2 separate regions of the Sus scrofa genome follow, and region 2 is linked to region 1. Evidence: chromatin contacts called from public Hi-C data. All regions are on one chromosome and are shown on one strand. Each heading gives the region's core, a stretch centred on a gene start, on an enhancer-like site or on the middle of the called end of the contact. The rest is flanking DNA. Distances are from core to core; before and after follow the strand shown.

Region 1 (5,619 bases), core at 863-3,362:
GCTCCTGATACCTACCTCCTAAAGTGGACACTGAAGGAGATAAACCACGTGAGCATGAAGCCTGGTACATAGTAGGTGCTGAATAAATGTTCCTGTCCCCTCCATCCTTCATATTTCTGATCCACTGAAGACCCCAGAAAAAGTGCTCTCCTGTGACCAGCAGGTCCAAAGTCCACTGCTAGGGGGATATCTTGGTTCAGGCTTTAACAAGGGGACACCAGCTGGGAGGTGTAGCTCCCACAGCCCGTGATAAGGAGCAGTGAGAGGGACAGCCAACTCTCCACCTTGTCTCTGCTGCCCTTTCTGCCCACTCCCCACCTCCAGAGTCCTGAGCACCTCACATCTACTTGACCCCTCCAGGTCCTTCCACTGGCTTGTTCCTGGGCTCAGCTCTCTGAATGAGCCAGCAGAGAGAGAGATGCTGAAACCTATGGGCACTGCCAGACAACTTAGAGGCAGCCAGCTTGAGCCTTAAGCAGAGGCTGAAGGCGCACACACTCTGGGCTCACAGCCCTTCACCAGACGTCCCAGATAACCCTTCACCATGCCTGACATCCTGGTACGATGCCCACTCTCCACAGCAACACCAGCCCCCAGCAGCAGGGAGAAGAGCTAGGGTTCTCTGTCCACCAGAGCCTGCCCTCATCCGCTCCTCACCCCAAATCCTTAATATGCTGCCCTCTTTTCCCCAGATCTTGCATGCATGCATCCAGACCTAGCTCTTTGCACCTTATCTAGGCTCCGAACTCACTCAGCTCCCTCCTTCTCTGAATCATCGCAGTTGATTTCTCCCTCTGGACCAGCCTTTGTCAGAGAGCGGGGGCTGTGGACCAGCTTCTGAACACTCACGTGATCGATCATGCTTGTCAAAAATACAAATTCTTGGAGTTCTCGTCGTGGTGCAGCAGAAACGAATCTGACTAGGAACCATGAGGTTGCAGGTTTGATCCCTGGCCTCGCTTAGTGGGTTAAGGAACTGGTGTCGCCGTGAACTGTGGTGTAGCTTGCAGATGCAGCTTGGATCCCGAGTTGCTGTGGCTGTGATGTAGGCTGGCAGCTGTAGATTTGACCCCTAGCCTGGGAACCTCCATATGCCATGGGTGGCGCCCCAAAAAGACAAAAAAAAAATACAAATTCTTGGGCCTCATCCAAATCTGCAAAATCAGAGTCTCTGACGCTGAGGCCTAGGAGTCTACATATTTCACAATCTCCCTGGTCATATGGATGCACAGTGGAGTTTAAGAAACACTGGGTAAGCAATGAAGTCCTGCTGTAGAGCACTGGGAACTATATCTAGCTACTTGTGATGGAGCATGGTAATGTGAGAAAAATAATATATATGTGTGTGTGTGAGAGAGAGAGAGACGGGGTCACTTTTCTATACAGGAGAAAATTGACAGAACACTATAAACCAACTATAATGGAAAAAATAAAAATCATTATTAAAAAAAACCACTTATTTTGGGAGGAGGAAGTGGTACACGCTCAGCATCTCTCTGGCCCCACAGGACCTTGCTTTGCACGCTCCCTTTCCTGTTAATAACTGTCTGAAAGAATGAATTAATTGGTTTCCGTATTGCCAAATTACACTAATATAATTGAGTTCTGCCATCTCATTTCCCGACTGCATTCTCCCTGCCCTTACTAGAGAGGTTTCTATCCATATATTAGAGTAGAGTAGAAAACACACACACACATACACACACACACACACACACCCGAGACCTAGCACTTATGGAGGATGCATCACATACCAGGCACTTGCCACATGCTCCATACACTTTATGGCATCTCATGTGCAGAGCAGCCCTGGGACAACCTGACCCATGTGCTTCTGGAGCAGCTGAGGAAGAAAGGGCAAGTTTATCAGCAACTCACCCAACGCTGCGCCTTACAAGGACAGAGCTGGAATCCAAACCCCAGTCTGTGTGGTCATGACAACGTGGTCTCACCCACTTCATTATCCTGACTTCTCTGAAAGAGCTGGTCTCAAATCCAAGAGATCTCCCCCCAGACTGTGCAGCAGAGTCCCCTGCAGAGGCATGGGAGATACAGATGCCGAAGCCCTGGCCCAGGCCTAGATCTGGAAGGGAGACGTCTGGACATGTGTTCTGTTTTGACAGCTCCACGTGGTCCTGGCAAAGAATGACTGGCCGTGCGCCCAGGTCATGCGGCTTGTTCAAGTAGGGTCTGGAGAGAAAATGCAAGTTTCTTGACTCTAAGAACAGTGCTCTTTCAGCTTCTCCACGCTGCTCACATGCTATGATGCTGCCAGCAGTTGAAGTGTTTTTTCGAGCCTCTCAAGAGCATCTGGACACACACACACATGCACGCACACACACCCATGCATATATACACACACTCACAACCATCTTAGCATCAGGCTCATCATCTTTCGGTCATGGCACAGCTTCCCTATTCCCATCAGGGCCCAGCCTGGACTTGACGGGGGCTGGGGATGCCCCTCCTCCAGGTGACTTGATGGCATTAAACGAGACAAATCTTGGGGAGCTGGGGAAGGAAGAGAAGCCCCCCTCGACTCCCTCCACCATTTTGGACTCCGGAGCGAGGCCACCAAATCTCCTTTCTCCACCTGCAGTGGCCCATGCCTGCCTGGGCCAGGGGTATGTGCAAAAACGGGCAGTTTCTGCAGCACCAGTGACCATGTGAGCTGCTTTTCAACAGCTCCGATTTATACAGAATGAGGCAAAAAAGCTCTCACGTCAGCGTTAGACAATAATTTCACCAAACAGCCTGATTCAGAGGCCCAATTAATCTACTCCGCTCTTCTCAATGGGCTGTCTGCAAATCAATCCCCAGCCATAGCAAGACTGAAAGAAACACCTCAGCAGGGGGACAGATTACATTGGCACAGCACCTTCCCATTGCCAGGGCTTCCCTAGGCAGGGATGCAGAGCCCAGCGTGGCCACCAGAGCGAGCCCCTCCCATTGGTACTCCAAGATGCACTCCTTCACAACCCCACGCTGCAATCATGTGATGCAATCTCCCGCTGCAATGCAAGGAGAATTGGAAGAAGACCTCCAAACAGCAGAGGATCCTGGGAGGTAGGCTCTGCTCAGACTGGAGGAATGGCTGTCCTCCCTTTGCAGAAGGGGTGAGAGGATCTCACAGCTCACTATGAGAAGGGTTGGGATGGACCTGCTTCCAGCTCCTGAAAGATGCCTTCTCGACCAGCCCAGAGCACAGAGGCAGAGAGGAGAGCCAGGGTCCTCTGATCCTGAGCTCCCAGGTTAAAGACCAGATCTCCCTTCTGTCTGCAGTTACTGGACAGATCACAGCCTCCTGTCACGCTGACCAAGCTACAAAGCCCAGTGCACAGGTGAATAAGACTGAGCGATGTAAGAAAGGCAGTGGCCACGGACTCTAGAAGTCTCTTGTATGATTCGCTCTTCTAGGGTTACCCTGTCCACCCCCCACCCCATCCCTAATCACAGAGTGATTAAAGACCTGCGCCGCCAGATGGAGGAGGCAGCTGAGTATTTACAGGAAGGAGCTTTCTCTTCAATATTTCTGAAGGATTCAGGGCAGAAATGTCCCTCTGCTTCTCAAACTTTAATTTGCCTGTGATAGATCTTGGGGTTGGGTTAAAATGCAAGTTCTGATTCCAAGGCTCTGGTGCTAGGCCCGAGGCTCTGCATTTCTATCAAGCCTCCAGATGATGCCATTACTGCTGGTACACAGAACGTACTATTATTACCAAGGGTCAAAGCATCAGAGGGGGCCAGAAGAAAGAAAGAAAGGAAGGAAAGAAGGAGGGAGGAAGGGAGGAGGAAGGAGGGGTGGGAATAGAGAAGGAGAGAAGGAAGGGAAACTAAAGACAGAGTGGAATTGGTGTACGCGGGCAAATCCAATTCTCACCTCCACGTACTACTGTGGATCCAGCCCTAAACTTGGACCAAGTAAGAGTCTAGTCGTAGGGTAGGAATTCCCCAACCTGATCAAAAGTATTACCTCTTCCCAGCCAACTCACTCACATTGCTGCATTAAGACATTGATCATTACAGTAAGACACACTCATCCACCCTTTGCAAAAAGAGCCCCTACAAAAGATGCAAAACTGTCAAAGGGAGGACAGTTTGACCTATTAGCATCTTAAGGAACACACTGTAGGTTTCTTAGTAGTGTCTGTAGAAATAGTGAATAGCATTCTCTAATAAAAGAGTAGCTTACTTAAGCATCCTGGACTGGGGAGTCAGACCTAGATGCTAGTCCCAGACCTGCCTGAAATCTTGCACGAGTCCCTGTTGTTTAGTCACTAAATGTTGAGTAAGCACCTACTACGTGCTGGACACTGTTCTAGGTACGGGGGATACAACTTTGAACAAGATAGACAAAGCCGTTGTTCTCGTGGAGCTGAAAGTCTCACAGAGGAAGACACAAGACAAATAAATGCATAACATGTCTGGAGGAGAAACTGCTCTGATTCTGGAGAAAAATAAAGCAAGGTAAGAAGACATAAAAGGATGGATTGCTATTTTATATAGGATGGTCAGAAACAGCACCTTTATAAAGTAGCATCTAGGCAGAGACTGAGGGCAAGGGAATGAGCCATGTGAATATCTAGGAAGGCACTCTAGGCAGAAAGAATAGCAAGGGCAAAGGCCCTGAGGCTCTGCTTCGTCATCTATAAAATAAAGAGGTGAGGAAACAGGGTCTTTGTGATAGAGTTCTAAGGTTCTGGAACCCATGGATCAGGAGCAGGAGAGGCTTTGGAGGCTGGGAGGAAACGACCTGTGCTGTGTGAATGGACCAGGGTGGACCTACAGGCCACCTTGACAGCCCCTTCCTTTTCGACAGTCTGATACAGCTCTCTTTCCAAGTCTGTTTCGAGGAGCAAATCAGCCAGTTGTTTTTAAGAAACAAAAATAATCTGTCCTGTTAAGGGAGAGATATTTTAAAACCACTGAATGGATTTTTCCTTCCCAGCTTTTTTTTTTTATTGATACATCTCTTCTCCTTCCAGTTCTAAAATAAGCACCCTGTCTGCCCATACACGAATCCAAAGGCAACAAAACACACTGCAGATGGCGTGGGCCTGGAAAGAGCCAGGCGGAGGTCGCTTGGAAGGCACCAGACCTGGAGAAAATACACCAGGACAGCCTGGCCAGCCCGGCCTCGCCCATGGCCTGCTTCCTCCGAATCCAGGTGACGAGACGTTCTTCAAAACAGCAGTGGAATGTGGTGAGAGTTGGCATTTGCAAATGACAAATTTCTGACCGAATTCCAGTTCTTTGGGATGGAAAACCAGCAGCTTCCTGTTACAAAATGTACCAACAGTTCATGCCTAATACATGGGTGTGGGCAAGGCATATACTTCAAATCTAAATTTGGCTAAAAATATAACAAAGCCGGCATATTTTTAGCCAGGTAAACATTTCTGGGGACTAGGTCAAATTTATATTAGTCTCTGCTCTGCAATCCAGAGAAGAAATGATTCCAAATGAGTAAGAAGCAGGGACCCAAGGGGAAAGCCACACAGTCCTCCACACTGATTCCTAGTGACCAACTCCAGTCTGGCAGTGCTTCCCAGCACTATCATCATTTATCCTTTCCCACTAGAAAGGCAGCACCTTTTAAAGAACAGAGCCCCAGGCTAC
Region 2 (5,619 bases), core at 2,142-4,641, 150 kb after region 1:
CAAGCATTTACAGCCCCTAGCTCCCTTTAGCTAGGTGTGGCCATGTGACCTCACTTCGTGAAGCACAAGAGGTGATGAGAGTCATTTCTAGGCTGAGGCTTTTATGAAGCTGATGAGCTTTCTCCACATTTTTTTCACCTTCTATTGGCTAGATGCAGGATGCTGAGGCCATAAGAGGGAAGGAGCCGGGCTTCCTAAATCACTGCGTGGAGGAGAGCCACCCACTGACCAGAAATATCAGCCTTGGACTACTATGTGAACAAAAAATACATTTCTATTGTGTTGAGCCTTTATATATTTGAGGGTCTTTTTTTCTCTCCCCTTTTAGAGCCATACCCTCAGTATATGGAAGTTTCCAGGCTAGGGGTCAAATCAGAGCTGCAGCTGCCAGCTATGCCAGAGCCATAGCGACACCAGATCTGAGCTGCATGTGTGACCTACACCACAGCTTATGGCCACACCGGATCCTTAACCCACTGAGTGAGGCCAGGGATAGAACCTGCATCCTCATGGATACTATGTCAGATTCTTAACCCACTGAGCCACAACAGGAACTCCCTTGAGGGTCTTTTTGTTGTGGAAAGTTACATGACCCAACCTAACACAATTTTTCAGTGAAGTCAGTCTTACCACTACCCTGATCCAGGCATGTCTTTGTAGCTCCATTGCCTACCTTCCAAAGAGTATTGGATGTAGGGGCCAAAGGAAATGTTTATCAGCCAGGAATCAGCCTTTTCTCTAAGCCAGATGCCTTTCACTCAGATTATGAGAATTTCTACGAGAGGGACTTAAACATCCTCGTAAAACAAGCTTTCAAAATTTGAGAGAAAACTGTAAAGCTTCCCTGAGAAATTCCTTTGCCTGGGAAATCAATCTGGGTACAGGACACTTTTTAAAGTGGCCACTGGCTGTGGCTCAGTAAGGGAGCAGGCAGAGGAAGGACCACCTGGCCAAGAGAAATTAGCAAGTAATGCGAGCCCAGCCCCCTGGCTGGGTTAACAGCATGAGTCAGAGTGCTACAGAAATAAAGAAATCCCATTCATAAATTTTCCCTCACCCCAGCTTAAGAGCTTTCAAAGTCATAAAGTCGACAGAAAGCCAGAAGACCTGCAATTGTCCAATTAGAGGTTTTATCCAGGAAAATACACATTTTCAAAGTCACTAGCTGGTCCCCGTGCCAGGAGTGTCGCTGGGCTGGTTTGGCGTGCTGTGCCTCTGGATTTCATAGAACTTTCCACCTCAGTGAGACAGGACAGAGGACTTCTCAGAGCCTCTTACTCCCAAGACCAAGGTGTGGGCTACAAGGGGCCTGGAGACACCCAAGCTACTCCTTCCTGTGACAACTCAGGAAAAACAAGACCCTACCCAAGCCAGCTCATCTGGGAGGGGAGTGGCAACTAAGGGCTTACTAGCTACTATACTTGGGTGTTCCAAACACATAGCACGCATTATTGCATTCAATCTGTATTACTTCCCTGCAAGGAAGGGTCTATTTTTCTCCGTCTTCCAGAAGAGGAAAGTGAGGCTTGGAAAGGTCGACCCACATGCTCAAGGTTCCATGACTCAGTGACGGGCAAGGCTGAGATCTGAACTTGGGTCTGATGATTCTCAAACACTTCAACCTCTATTCTGCTACAAACCTCTATTCTGCTACAAACTGTGATCACAGGGGCCTTACGCTCTGTCCAGCCAGCTAAGCTCATTGGCAAGGACATGCAGATGGAGGCTGAGGGAAGGGAGGGCATGTCATTATTGGGGGGCAGGGCTCTGGTGAAAAGCATGACCAATGAGAGACACCAGCTGTGGAGAGAGCCCCCAAAATATGCCAGGCACCGTATTAGCATTTTGCTTAGGAGTTCCCGTCGTGGCACAGCAGAAACTAATCTGACTAGGAACCATGAGGTTGCGGGTTCGATCCCTGGCCTGGCTCAGTGGGTTAAGAATCTGGTGTTGCCGTGAGCTGTAGTGTGGGTCGCAGACGTGGCTTGGATCTGGCGTGGCTGTGGTTGTGGTGTAGGCCAGCAGCTGTAGCTCCTATTAGACCCCTAGCCTGGGAACCTCCATATGCCGTGGGTGCAGCACTAAAAAGACCAAAAAAAAAAAAAATAGCATTTTGCTTAGATTATCATGCTAAATCCTCATAATGGTCTTGCAAAATAAAGATTATTGTACCCTTTTACAAATGAGGCAACTGAGGCTCGGACAGGTAAAGCACATACTTTTCCAGGGCTGCGTGGTTCAGAAGTGGTGGTGAATCTGCCTGCATGGGAGTCCCTGCTCAGAATCTTTATCCCAGACGCTGACCTCACCACCCACCCGCCTCATGCATCATATGACTTTTATTCTTGGGAGGGATTTCTTTTTTGTCAAATTCCACTTCTACTTGTGTACATTTAATTGATAACTTCCCTGATAGCCCTGGATGTTGGGCCTTCCAGACTCATATTTCCTTTTAGGCCACTTACTGAGTCATCTTGAGAGTGTCCCTAAACCTCTCAGAGGGGACAGAGTTTCTGCTCTTGAACTTCCCATCTAGACCAGGGATTGATGAACTTCTTCAGTAAAGAGCCAGACGGTAAATGCTTTAGGCTTTGGGGTCCATCCAATCCCTGTGTGACAACTGCTCAGCTCGGCCACTGTAGTGTGCAAGCAGCTGAAGACATAAATGGGTGCATAACCAGATTTGGGGCACAACCAGATTTGGTGCATAACCAGATCTGGTCATGGGCCTAACTACACAGACCCCCCGACTCTAGATGGTCAAAATATTCTACACGTAAGTGTTATATTCTCACTGTGTAATTGCTATAAAGGAGAGGATCGCCCTCTAGTTTATTTTTTTATTTATTTATTTTTTGCTTTTTTATGCTGCACCTCCAGCATATGGAAGTTCCCGGGCTATAGGGGTTGAATGGGAGCTGTAGCCGCCAGCCTACGCCACAGCCACAGAACTGGGAATCCGAGCCATGCCTACGACCTACACCACAGCTCACAGCAACACTGGATCCTCAACCCACTGAGCAAGGCCAGGGATCAAACCTGCATCTTCGTGGACACTAGTTGGGTTTGTAACCCCCTCAGATAGGGGTTACAGGAATTCCTGCCCCATAGTTTATTCCCCCAGGAACTGGTCTTAAAGGGGTTGGTAGCTTAAACAAGGTCACTTGTGAATCAGGGCAGGGCTAGGGCTGGGGACCAGGTCTCCTGCTCCCCCCCTCGAGGCTCCCCTCCCCCCGGCATGTGCTCCCTCCATGGCCAGCAGGGACTCTCCTCCAGGATCTGAGGCTTGTCCCCCAGCCCTGTTAGAAACGCAGGGACAGTGGGTAGCATTCAGAGAGCAGCCAGGCTTTCTGCAAAGGCCTGGCGTCACCTCTGGCTGGGGCCAAGAGGCTTCCACTAGCAAATCACTGGCTCATTTCTCTCCAGCAGAGCCTGGCTCTCGCAGCACCTTCTGGAAAGCCATTACAGCAGCTGCAGCAGCACGAGTGGCGTTAATTTATTAAAATCCCAGCTTGTAAAAGCCAAGCTTGCAGGCAGAGCCGGAGGAGGCAGAGGCACGCTGCACTGGAGAAGGCGTGAGCCACTCTTTTCTTCTCTTGCAGCCACAAAAGGAAATGTTGGCGAGGTCCTGGGAGAAGGGGTGGCTGGTGGGGAGGGGACGCTGCTGGATTTAATAGCAGGAATACGAGTCATTTGTCTTATTGTAAAATAGATGTGTGTTTGGACGCAGAAACTGCTCTGGATCCTTTCTTTCCTCCCCTTGTGGGCATGAAAAGCAGGGAGCAAAACAAAATGCTGCTGATTTCGAGGCTATTTTGGGCGCCTGTCGCTGATTGTCTGCTTCCAAGGCCCTCGGCACACGCCGCCTTCTCAAAGAACGGTTTTAACGAATTGAAATGGGAAATGAATGAGCATCTTGCTGCCTTCATGGCCACCAAAGCAGAAAGCAGCCCCCAAGGCCGGCTCTGGCCTGTGTGGCTGGTTCCTCCCCCCTCTCAGGTGCCCACCCACTTGCACACCTCCTGCCCGCGCCGCACTCGCTGGCGCCGGAGCTAGGCTGCCCACCCCATGCCAGGAAGCTATTTACCGAAGGAAATAACTCTGATAAAGGGCTAAAATTAGCCAGCAATGATGGAAAACATTTTGTTGAGCGATCTGTTGACAAGAGGGGAAATAGAGCTGTGAAAAAGATAGGGGGTGAAGGACACGGAGGGACGAGGAGGCTGACTGTGACAGGCTGGGGAACCCAGAAAAGAAGCTGGGACAGGGTCCAGAGGCCAAGACCGCCACATGGATGGCTAGGCCCCAGATGGCCCATCTTCTCTCTTGGTCAGTGGCCCCAATCCTGCGCTATGTCACCTGGTCTTAGGGCAGCAAAGGAGGGTGAGCTGGCCAGTTCCTGCATCTGAGGATGGATTTCTAAGGATGGATGGGAAAGGCAGCCCCGTGAAGGAAGTGAGCAGAGTACAGGGTAGAGGCTAACCAAGAACTTGGCTTTTGGAGTTCAAGTCCCAGCTCCTCCACGTACTAAGAGTGACCTTGGACAAGCCACTGAACATGTCTGAGCCTCATGTAACACACTCACATGATAAACGTCAGACCCACGTCGCAGGGTTGTGGTGATAATACACGCATCCCATCTACCAAAAGCAGCATCGGTCAGGACATCCAGGCTTCTACGAACATGGATGGTGGGCACTGTGTGTACCAGGCACTGTCCTGGGAACCGGGAGATGCCTGGATGAGGAAGATGAAGCCTCTAGGGAACTTAGTCCTTAGCTCCAGCACTGCTGGTCCTGAAGCAGCCGAATTAAAGGACCCTGGGAATGCCTTTGCTGGACCACAGAGACCCTTATTCCATCTGACGGCAGGCCTATGACGGGCTGCTTCCTGGAGAGGGAATGATTTCGCCTCAGTCTGTCTTTTTAAAATATGCAGTCTGGTGGGGAAAGCAGGCAGATAAACAAGTATCTGTCATTTAGTATGAAAAAGACCATACGAGAGTTAGGTTTCAGAGGGAGTCGTGAATGCTCCCTGGAGCCAGCGGGGAGGGCTTCATGAAGGAGGCGATCTGAAAGGATGTACAGGAGCTGCCCGGGCCGACAGGGAGGAGAGGAGGGCATCCCCGCAGAAAAGAATGTTTATGAGCAAAAATACCCATCATTGGGAAGAGCAGGTGCACAAGACCCAAGGACTGGGGATACGTGACATAATAAATAATTGGCATGGCAAGGACCCAGACAGCATGTGCTGCAGCACAGGGTTCCAGAGCCCTGCTGCGAGCCGGGCCTTCCTGTTAGGTTCTGGACTGTTGGGAGGTCAGGGGGTTGAGGCAGGGGCTGGCAGGTTGGGGGCACTGGTCAGGGGGCACAGAGAGCTTGGGGCAGTGCAGAGTCACCAGCCGCTTTTAAAGTATGGTCATACCACTGGGTGCAGCTCAATGTCTGCTCCCAGCGGGAGGAAGGGGTAGAGGGAGAGGAATCCTGCAGGTAGGGCAGGGCCTCCAGACCCCACTGGCAGGTCACGGGCATCCCAATGGGCCGTGATCTGGGACCCCCACCATGATGCTTGTCAAAACACCTCCAATTTTTTTTCTCTTTTTAAGATCACACTTGCGGC

What was found. A called contact is a pair of places that touch in the nucleus more often than the background predicts.
Region 2: a contact with region 1 is called in a Hi-C map of heart right ventricle, with 10 times the contacts expected there. The contact joins two enhancer-like sites. A contact is called at or near these places in 1 of 47 Hi-C or Micro-C datasets (heart right ventricle) and 1 of 2 datasets of contacts at active chromatin or transcription factors (skeletal muscle).

Annotation. Positions count from the first base shown.
Region 1 is chr2:39,684,404-39,690,022 of Sscrofa11.1, forward strand. The region is part of intron 2 of NAV2 (neuron navigator 2); the gene reads right to left. Among named protein-coding and RNA genes, the nearest start is that of NAV2, 400 kb to the right of the region's middle. Within about 2 kb of position 2,113, at least 10 of the 83 cell types and tissues checked have an H3K27ac peak or open chromatin away from gene starts, as enhancers often do.
Region 2 is chr2:39,831,165-39,836,783 of Sscrofa11.1, forward strand. The region is part of intron 2 of NAV2 (neuron navigator 2); the gene reads right to left. Among named protein-coding and RNA genes, the nearest start is that of NAV2, 250 kb to the right of the region's middle. Within about 2 kb of position 3,392, at least 23 of the 83 cell types and tissues checked have an H3K27ac peak or open chromatin away from gene starts, as enhancers often do.